Linked DNA regions of Drosophila melanogaster: region 1 is linked to region 2. Evidence: chromatin contacts called from public Hi-C data. All regions are on one chromosome and are shown on one strand. The core of a region is the stretch at or near the end of the contact, and the rest is flanking DNA. Distances in the headings are between cores, read along the strand shown. Region 1 holds the start of Su(var)3-7 (Suppressor of variegation 3-7). Region 2 holds the start of CG11656.

Region 1 (3,592 bases), core at 256-2,755, 250 kb after region 2:
TTATTTGGTGGTAGAAGCCACTGTCGCATTCTGCTGACCACTGCCTGAGGCTTCAGCTGCTCCAGACCTGGAGTTTCCCGCGAGATCCGGAAGTCCGGCGACCTCAGAGAGCGCCTCCTGTTCGCAAAGAGCACGCAACTCGAGCTCCCCAATGAGCTGCATTACCCGGATCTTACCCTCGGTGGCCAGTTTGGGCGGCAAGTTCTTGACGGTGGCACATATGCTGTCGAAGAACAGCTCCAATGAGTCGCGCGGTGGCGTTATAGGTGACAATGGTTGCAGTTGATAAGATTGCAGCGGGCGGGCAGCATAGGAGGGCGTCGTGTGTATAGGCGTTATGGTGGCCTTGGAATTGATCTCCTGAGCTTGGCACATCCCACTGAGTGGAGTACTGTGCACTGGAACTTTTTTAATGGTGATCCTGCATGGCGGAGCTACTGTTGCTGTTGCTGAGGATGTGGGATAGGCGGAGACAGTGGTCGGAAGACTTTGAGGCCCCTCGTTGATGGTCACGTGTAGTGGCAGATAATCCAGCATGCCAGAATTCTGTGAGTCGGTCTCCGAAGTGCGGCGCTGCTGCTTAATGACGGGCTCCGTTTCGAGATCATTTTGTGCTTCCAGTTCTTGAGTCCGCTTCTCATCGTCCTCGCAGTCGCCCTCTGTTTCGTCAAGTTCTCCCTCCTCCTCATCTTCTGTCTCGTCGTCTTGGGGATCTGTTCCGTATTGTAGTAGACCCTCCTCGTCCTCGGTATCCTCCCACTTCATCGCACCGGAGCTGGATCCATTGAAGCTCGAATTGTTTGCCTTGGCTGGCAATGATTTTCTTTGTGCATTTTCCGAGTGCTTAATGCTACCCTCGTGCTTTCCCAGATCAGATCTCTTGCAGCTGAGCCTGCACTCGCACACCGCGCAGAACACGAAGTGCGGATCCGTCTCATCCGGGAGCAACCACGGATATATCGCCTGGTACTCCGGCTTTGTCTTGGGTCGAGGATATTTCAGCAGGGCGCACGGCCGGCGTGGCCTGTATTCGGAGCGTAGGGCATCTCTGGGCGGCGAATATAGTCAGTGAACATAAGACCCTGGTCTCTTACTTTGGTATACTCACAGTTTTTCCTGAGTTAACTGGAGGTTTGACATTTGGGTAGTCTTTTCCAAAATATAAACAAAATCCAGTGAGGTATGACCGTGCGCACATGCATAGAAATACCGCATAACCCGTTTTGCACATGCTGTAAGAGTTGTCACCCACACCGGTTGTTTGTTTCTACACACTTTATTTTAAATATTCAACGATATATGAATCATATGCTAATGCATGTAATTTCTTTATATGCTTTCTAAGCATAATGTTCATGTAGTTATTAAATAAATAATTGCAGTTATACTATGAACAGTACGTTTTAAGACCGTTCTCAATAAAGTGACCAGTCCAGTCCCTCAGTTGCATTTTATGTATTTTTTGAACTTCCTTAGTATATGGTCCTTAGCCCGCCGGTTTAATGCAACAGTACGGTCACATTGGCCATCGCCTTGACAGCGATTCTGAGTTTTCGCTTGCGATTATTTTTATTTTTTTAGTTTATAACCGTATACTGTGATCTCCCAAAAGCTAACAAATATTAGAGCAAAGTGCCTGGATAACCAGTATCTCGTGATGGATCGGGATTCGAGCATGCAGGCGAAAAACCTAGATGCTCAATGCAACCCAGACCTCAAAATGGCGTCTGCAAATTCAGAAACTTTAGCGTCGGCAACGCACGAGCTGAAAATTATGGACGTAGAGGGTGGTGCTCTGGTGGATCCGGATCACATCGAGGAAGTGGAGACCTCCATGGTCATCGTGGTGGATGATGACGATGGGGATGTGGCCATGGTGGTGGAGGAGGACAAGCACCCGATGCGGGATGACCCGTGTATTGAGGACATCATGGATGACGAACATGCTCCATTGGTGGCCGAGCTACAGTCCGCTCTAAATAACCCAGACGACAAACAGGCCAGCGAGGATCCCCTCCTGGAAGACCAGGAACGTGAACCCGATGCCATGTCCACTAAAACTGAACCCTCCAGCGATGCGGAGAGCTCCCATTCGTACCACGATCCCATGGGCCTGCTGGAGAGGATTGAAATCCATGATCCGGGAGACAGCCAGGATGACGACGACGAGGATGACGAAAGCAGCAATGGCGGTGGCGTTGACGGAGGCATGCGCCGCAAGATGCCCCGCGCACAGCGCTGGCTCCTCTGGATGAAGCGTTGGCCCTGGATCCTACACGAGGACTCCGATGGCACCTTAGCGTTCTGCCTTTACTGCAACATATCCATTAACGTGAACAACCGCTCTAGACACATCCAACAGCACAACGTGTCGCTCTCCCACCAGGAACGCGAGTGCAACTATCTGGCATTCAAGAAAAGTGAGGAGGAAACTCGAGGAGCGTAAGTGTCACAGTTTTAAAGATTACAAAAAAGAGTACAGAAATCTAAAATTCGGAGAAATCAAGTTAATTAATCCGCCGTATAAAGTAAAAGCTCAACTCTTCAAATGCCTTTCACTTTGTAAAGGGTTTGTACCGAAATCCAGAAAGCCCACTGTAGTGTGAAAAAAACTGCCAACTTAATGAAGGGAGCACTGCTCCGAGTCCGCATTAATTTTCCAACGTGTAGCAATTGTTTGACACAAAGAAACTGGTGTATGATAGGCTTGGTCGCGGTTCAGAATAGATTTTACATATATTACACTCCCTGCTTTCAATGAGGGTAGCTCTACTCGTAATGTTAGTAAGATTTGCACCTTTAAAAAACGAAATACCGAAATCATATTGAGATCACCGAAAGTTTGCGAACACTTATTAACTCCCAATTATCCGTAGAATCAGCGACAACGAAATCAAGCACGAATTCGGCACCAAGAGCTATGTGGCCGCCATGAAGCAAAAACGAATCTCCGAGACCGAGGCATTTAACAACTTCAACTGGCTGCGTTGGCTCCGTTGGCATCCTTGGCTTGAACGTTCCATGCCCACAGGGACCATCGGGACATGTCGCATCTGCAGCGTGCGAATGAACGTGGAGTTTGTCTATTTGCGCAAGCGCCACGAAACCACCAAAGGTCACATGGAGGCACTGCGCAACCTAGATTCCGATAAGCGGAGTCGGAAGCGAAAGAGGAGCAAGAGCAACAGCGTGACCAATAGCGGCGGGGATGAGGCCGAGCGAGAGAAGGAATCTGAACCAGAAGTTGGGCCGGAGGATGCTCAGGACACCCCTGTGGTTATGATGAACGGCGATGTGGACTCAGGCGACGACCCTGGCAAGTGGTGTGCACTGATTCCGGACACCAATCCACAGCAATGCCGATGTACGCTCTGCAACTGCACAATGGCGATTACCAGCTTCCTACGGCACTGTAAAACCAGAGCTCATTGTCACATGCTATCGACACCCGCTGAAAAGGGGTGAGTTGACACTCCTACAGAACGTAAATAGCACCTGTTCTTTAACTGCTTTCACTTTTTTACCTCAGCTCTTCAGATATTCGCGGCATTTGGGCCGTGTTCGCCGACATGCATCCTTGGTTGATTGCTGA
Region 2 (4,123 bases), core at 1,359-3,858:
AATCCATTCACCTCATTCTTCTCATCCTAATTATTTTCTGTAACTGCACATTTTTAATTTGACCTTGCACACAAAAAAAAAAAAAAAACAAAAAAAAAAAAAAAGAATGAAAAGGTTACATCGCAAGAAAATGTATTTCCCTTTGCCCTTTGCTGCAATAAAATCCACAAATCTTTATTTTTAGTTTTCCTAAAATGTCACATGCTCTTCTTGCATTCGTGCATTCGTATTTTTGCAGGTCTCCATACACAATATTTCGGAGTCCAACTTCACGCGCAACAACGCGTCGCCGTCGCCGCATCACGTGGAGATCACCAGCGTGTTTGGAAACCGGGCACGCTCCTCCAACGCCTATGATCCGCAGCAGCAGCCGCCACCCGTTCCGGGTGCCAACTACTGCGACAACGTGGCCGCCGACTACGGCAGTGGTTAGTTTATACATGTTACATGGCTAAGAGTCCTCAATCCAATTGACCCATTTGTACATATTTGCAGATTCCCACCTCTTCGTGCAGAACAATCTGCTGACGCGAATGGCACAGCCGGCGGTTCCGCCGGACCCATTTGGCTATGACTTCGATCCCTCCTCGGTGGTGCCGGGCGGAGGATCGAAGGCGGCCAGCGTGGCCAGCGATCTGAACGAATTCCTGCGCCGCAGCCCGCTCAGCCAGCGAACATCGCCGTACAGCCAGGACGAGAATGCCGCCGCCCTGGAAACCTTCGTGCAGAACATGAACGCACTGCAGATCGCCACGGATGCGGAGTGCTCGCGGCTGAATGGCACGGGAACTGGAGGTGGGCCGAGCGATGTGGCCTCGGCGGACGCCACCGCCGGAGGAGCTGCCAATGCGGCCGCCGCCTGGTGGTGAGCCACATGACACGAGGTGCGCTGCCTGGCCAGCAGATTGAGTTGAACTCCTCACATTCATAACAGTCTCTCACATACGCAGACATTTCATCGATGAAAAGCAGAAAGAAAAAAAAAAAAACGAAACATAAAAATTCAAAAAACCGAAAACGCATCCAAGAAATCATTCAAAATGACTTAGGAGTCAATTTCAATGTTTCAACAAAAAAGAGAAAAATAAAGAAAAATTAACTCAAATGGAAGTTCACATATCCTGCGATTGTGTGTTTTTATTCAATTCCCCTTAAATTAACTAAATCTATGCTAATAATCAAAGCTAAATTATCAAAATGAGCTTTATTTCTCCTTGCGATTTTAATTGTTAATTGTATTTTGTTATAATTGATAAAACAATGCCGACTAAATTGAAACTGGTTGGGGATTTTGGATTTATTGTTAAATTTTCAATTTGATGCTAGTAAATATAAAAACGTTACGCTTAAATAGCAAGAATTAGTTGCCGTCGAGTGGCTAAAATACTTGAGTGCTTTCACATCTCGAAGACGAGCGATCCGGAGGCGTAGCTAACGCTGGAGTCCTCAATGTCCTGACACTGGCTGCTCTGGGCGTACTTGAGGAACTTGAAACTCATCTTGTCGTAGCCCTGATCCTGCAGTGCCTTCACGGCGCCTAGCATTACTCCGATGGGATGGCGTCCGCATATCGTATTGTTGTACTTGCGCAAGTACTCGGTGAAGGAGTGCGGATTGAGCGACTCAATGATGTCCATGCCCTGCTTGTCCAGCTTCTCGATGGACTTGTGAATCGCTCCGCAGGAGCTGTCATAGTAGGTATAGCTGAAGCGATGGCCCCAGTGGCAAAAGTCGGAAGATATCACAAACAGATTGGTGGGGTCCATCAGATACGAGGACAGCAGGCTGCCGTACTGCGCCTCCTGTTCGGGATTGAGCGAACCCACCAGAATAGGCACAATGGTGAACTGATCCTTGTAGCTGCAGCAGTGCTATTACTTAGTAAAACGCCTCGAGCATATATTCAAATCCACTTACTCCTCCATCACTTTGGCAATGTAGGGTAAATGCATCTCGATGGAGTGTTCATCCTCGTCAGTCTTCATGTCCATCCAAGAAAACTTTCCAGTCTTCTCAAGCTCAGAGTTGACTAAATATAAATAATAAATGAAATCAATAAAACATGCAATGCACCTTGTATTTGCAATCGACATACTCTGAGCATCAATTTTGAGATCATAGAGGGGTGTCCTGTACTTCTTCGCCACGGATAAGGCGCAGCCACGCAGACGCACATGATGCGAGGGACCCAGTATGAAGATTCGCTTGCTGCAAGCAAAGGTTCAATAAAACCGGATTGTCTTCGCGGAAATCTCGAATGTGAACTTCTTACACGACAACTGGGCTAACTTGGCGATAGGCAAAGGCAGCGCAGGCTCCACAGTACGTATATCCAGCATGTCTGTGGAATATCAATCAGTAAGTTCAATGGTGCTTATTGCAAGAATTCGGTTAAATCTTACGGAGCAATGATGGCACGAGCCGGTCCATGGGACAAATCTGCGGCACCCAGCCAACGATCCAACTGTCTCGAGAGCTCGGCGCCTGAAAAGCAAAGTAAATACATTTATTAACGAATAAATAATATCGTAAACCATAATTCCCTGCTCAGGAATTGGTTTCAGTTTCGAAATCAACGAAAATAGTTGGCCAGTCGTTGCCTAGCAGCAAACAAACAAATATTTCCTGGTTTATAAGACTTTCACTAAATCGAGACTTATCACAGCAGCGATATAAAGTTATTAAATATTGATTTAAATTTTAGTTGAACATTCCGCGATGGAAACTGATAAGGAAAAACAAAGCGATGAGCTCATGAATCGCATTCGGAACGAGCTTACAGCTATATTATCTCAAGAGTAAGTTATCAAGTTACCCAATATATATATATATATATAAAAGAAGAAAAAAATCAATCCATTTATAATCCTACAACAGGGCTGCTGATGATTCCGACAAGGAGGCGTCACAGGAACTGCTCCTGAGTCCCAATCCGCTGCCCATTTTCGGGCCCATAAGGAAAACAAGGAAAGCAAAATCGAGGAGTTCCAAGAAGAACAATAGTAAGGCCTCCTCCTCGTCCGCTGGCAGTACAAAGAGTTCGTCGTCGGGTACCAGATCATCTGAAGATCGTTTAACTGGAGGTGGAGCCCAGGAGAAGCCATCGGATCCGGTCTCCACATCCTCGAGCTATTCGCTAAGATCAGGATATGACGCTCCGCCCGTGGAGGCCAGTGCCCGTGCCGACTTCCTTGAATCGCAAGCGGCCAAAAGCATCGACGAAGATGTCCGGAAGATGCAGCTGGAGCTCAAGCAGAGCTACGAACTCTTCCAGGGCATTGGCGAGAAATTGGAGTCGGTTAGCTTCACGGGCTTGAAGGACCGCATACGGGACCTGCACCTAAACGAATCCAACAACGAGTTGGGCAAAGCGACGACTGCAGAGCTTCAGATGATGTTCGACCAGCGTTTCCTGCAAAATCGCCTGGACAAGCTATCCACGGACGCCACGCAGGGATTCCGTCGGCATCCCGGCGAATTCGGCGACATACCCGAGCTGAGCACCTTCTTCCAGGCATGCACTCAGTTGGAACGCGGACTGGATGCACTGCGTCAGCAGCGGCGGCGCAACAGCGAGCTGGAGAAGCGTCTGTGCTGGGCCACCGAAATCGCATACGATCGCATGGACGAGATTCGCAATGCGGTTGGCTCGGATCCGGAAAAGAACTTCTGAATTGGTGACCTGTAGTTACATTTTTGGTTCACCCTAAGGTTCATTACCCGCACACAAACACACACACAGGCAAACACGCACAGGTGCAATACATATGCGTTTATCCCACACCCATAGGCGATGCAATAATTGATTGTGTTATCTTCTGGGCCGCAGCTGGGTTGTTACTCACCCGAGTCCGTGTACCAGCTGCCTGCATGGGTTGCTCTTCTGGCCGACATTTTGTGCGAGATCCCTAATCGGTCTGTTTAGTTAGTAAGAGCTATTAACTGGCCGTTACTTGTAGAAAAAACGAGTTCTTTGTTATTGGTACAGCAGTGTGACCGTCGTCTTGTTTTTGAAATAAACACGTTCTCTGGATTCGCTGATCAGCGGTCACACTTCTTCAGGGCTGCATTAAGTACTTAAATATCGTTTTTTTTTTGGTATAATCATATATACCATTAATAC

Evidence for each region. Hi-C and Micro-C count contacts between places; a contact is called where the count stands out from the background.
Region 1: a Hi-C map of the Kc167 cell line shows a contact between it and region 2, with 4 times the contacts expected there. The contact joins the promoter of Su(var)3-7 here to the promoter of CG11656 in region 2. A contact is called at or near these places in 20 of 107 Hi-C or Micro-C datasets (the D17-c3 cell line, the Kc167 cell line, the OSC cell line and 9 more) and 2 of 6 datasets of contacts at active chromatin or transcription factors (both in the Kc167 cell line).

What each region holds. Positions count from the first base shown.
Region 1 is chr3R:13,262,859-13,266,450 of dm6, forward strand. Su(var)3-7 (Suppressor of variegation 3-7) reads left to right here and starts at 1,506. Exons shown (of 5, transcript NM_079618.4): 1 at 1,506-2,442; 2 at 2,877-3,461; 3 at 3,530-3,592. The coding sequence starts at 1,658. It overlaps Ravus (ravus), which reads right to left and starts at 1,203. Exons shown (of 2, transcript NM_169498.3): 1 at 1,109-1,203; 2 at 1-1,048. The coding sequence starts at 1,140. The coding sequence ends at 1.
Region 2 is chr3R:13,007,287-13,011,409 of dm6, forward strand. CG11656 reads left to right here and starts at 2,609. Exons shown (of 2, transcript NM_141994.2): 1 at 2,609-2,798; 2 at 2,878-3,800. The coding sequence starts at 2,719. The coding sequence ends at 3,673. It overlaps CG8031, which reads right to left and starts at 4,024. Exons shown (of 6, transcript NM_141995.4): 1 at 3,846-4,024; 2 at 2,403-2,484; 3 at 2,273-2,341; 4 at 2,096-2,208; 5 at 1,918-2,029; 6 at 1,098-1,860. The coding sequence starts at 3,894. The coding sequence ends at 1,398. It overlaps CG7518, which reads left to right. Exons shown (of 15, transcript NM_169489.4): 14 at 239-428; 15 at 496-1,118. The coding sequence ends at 869.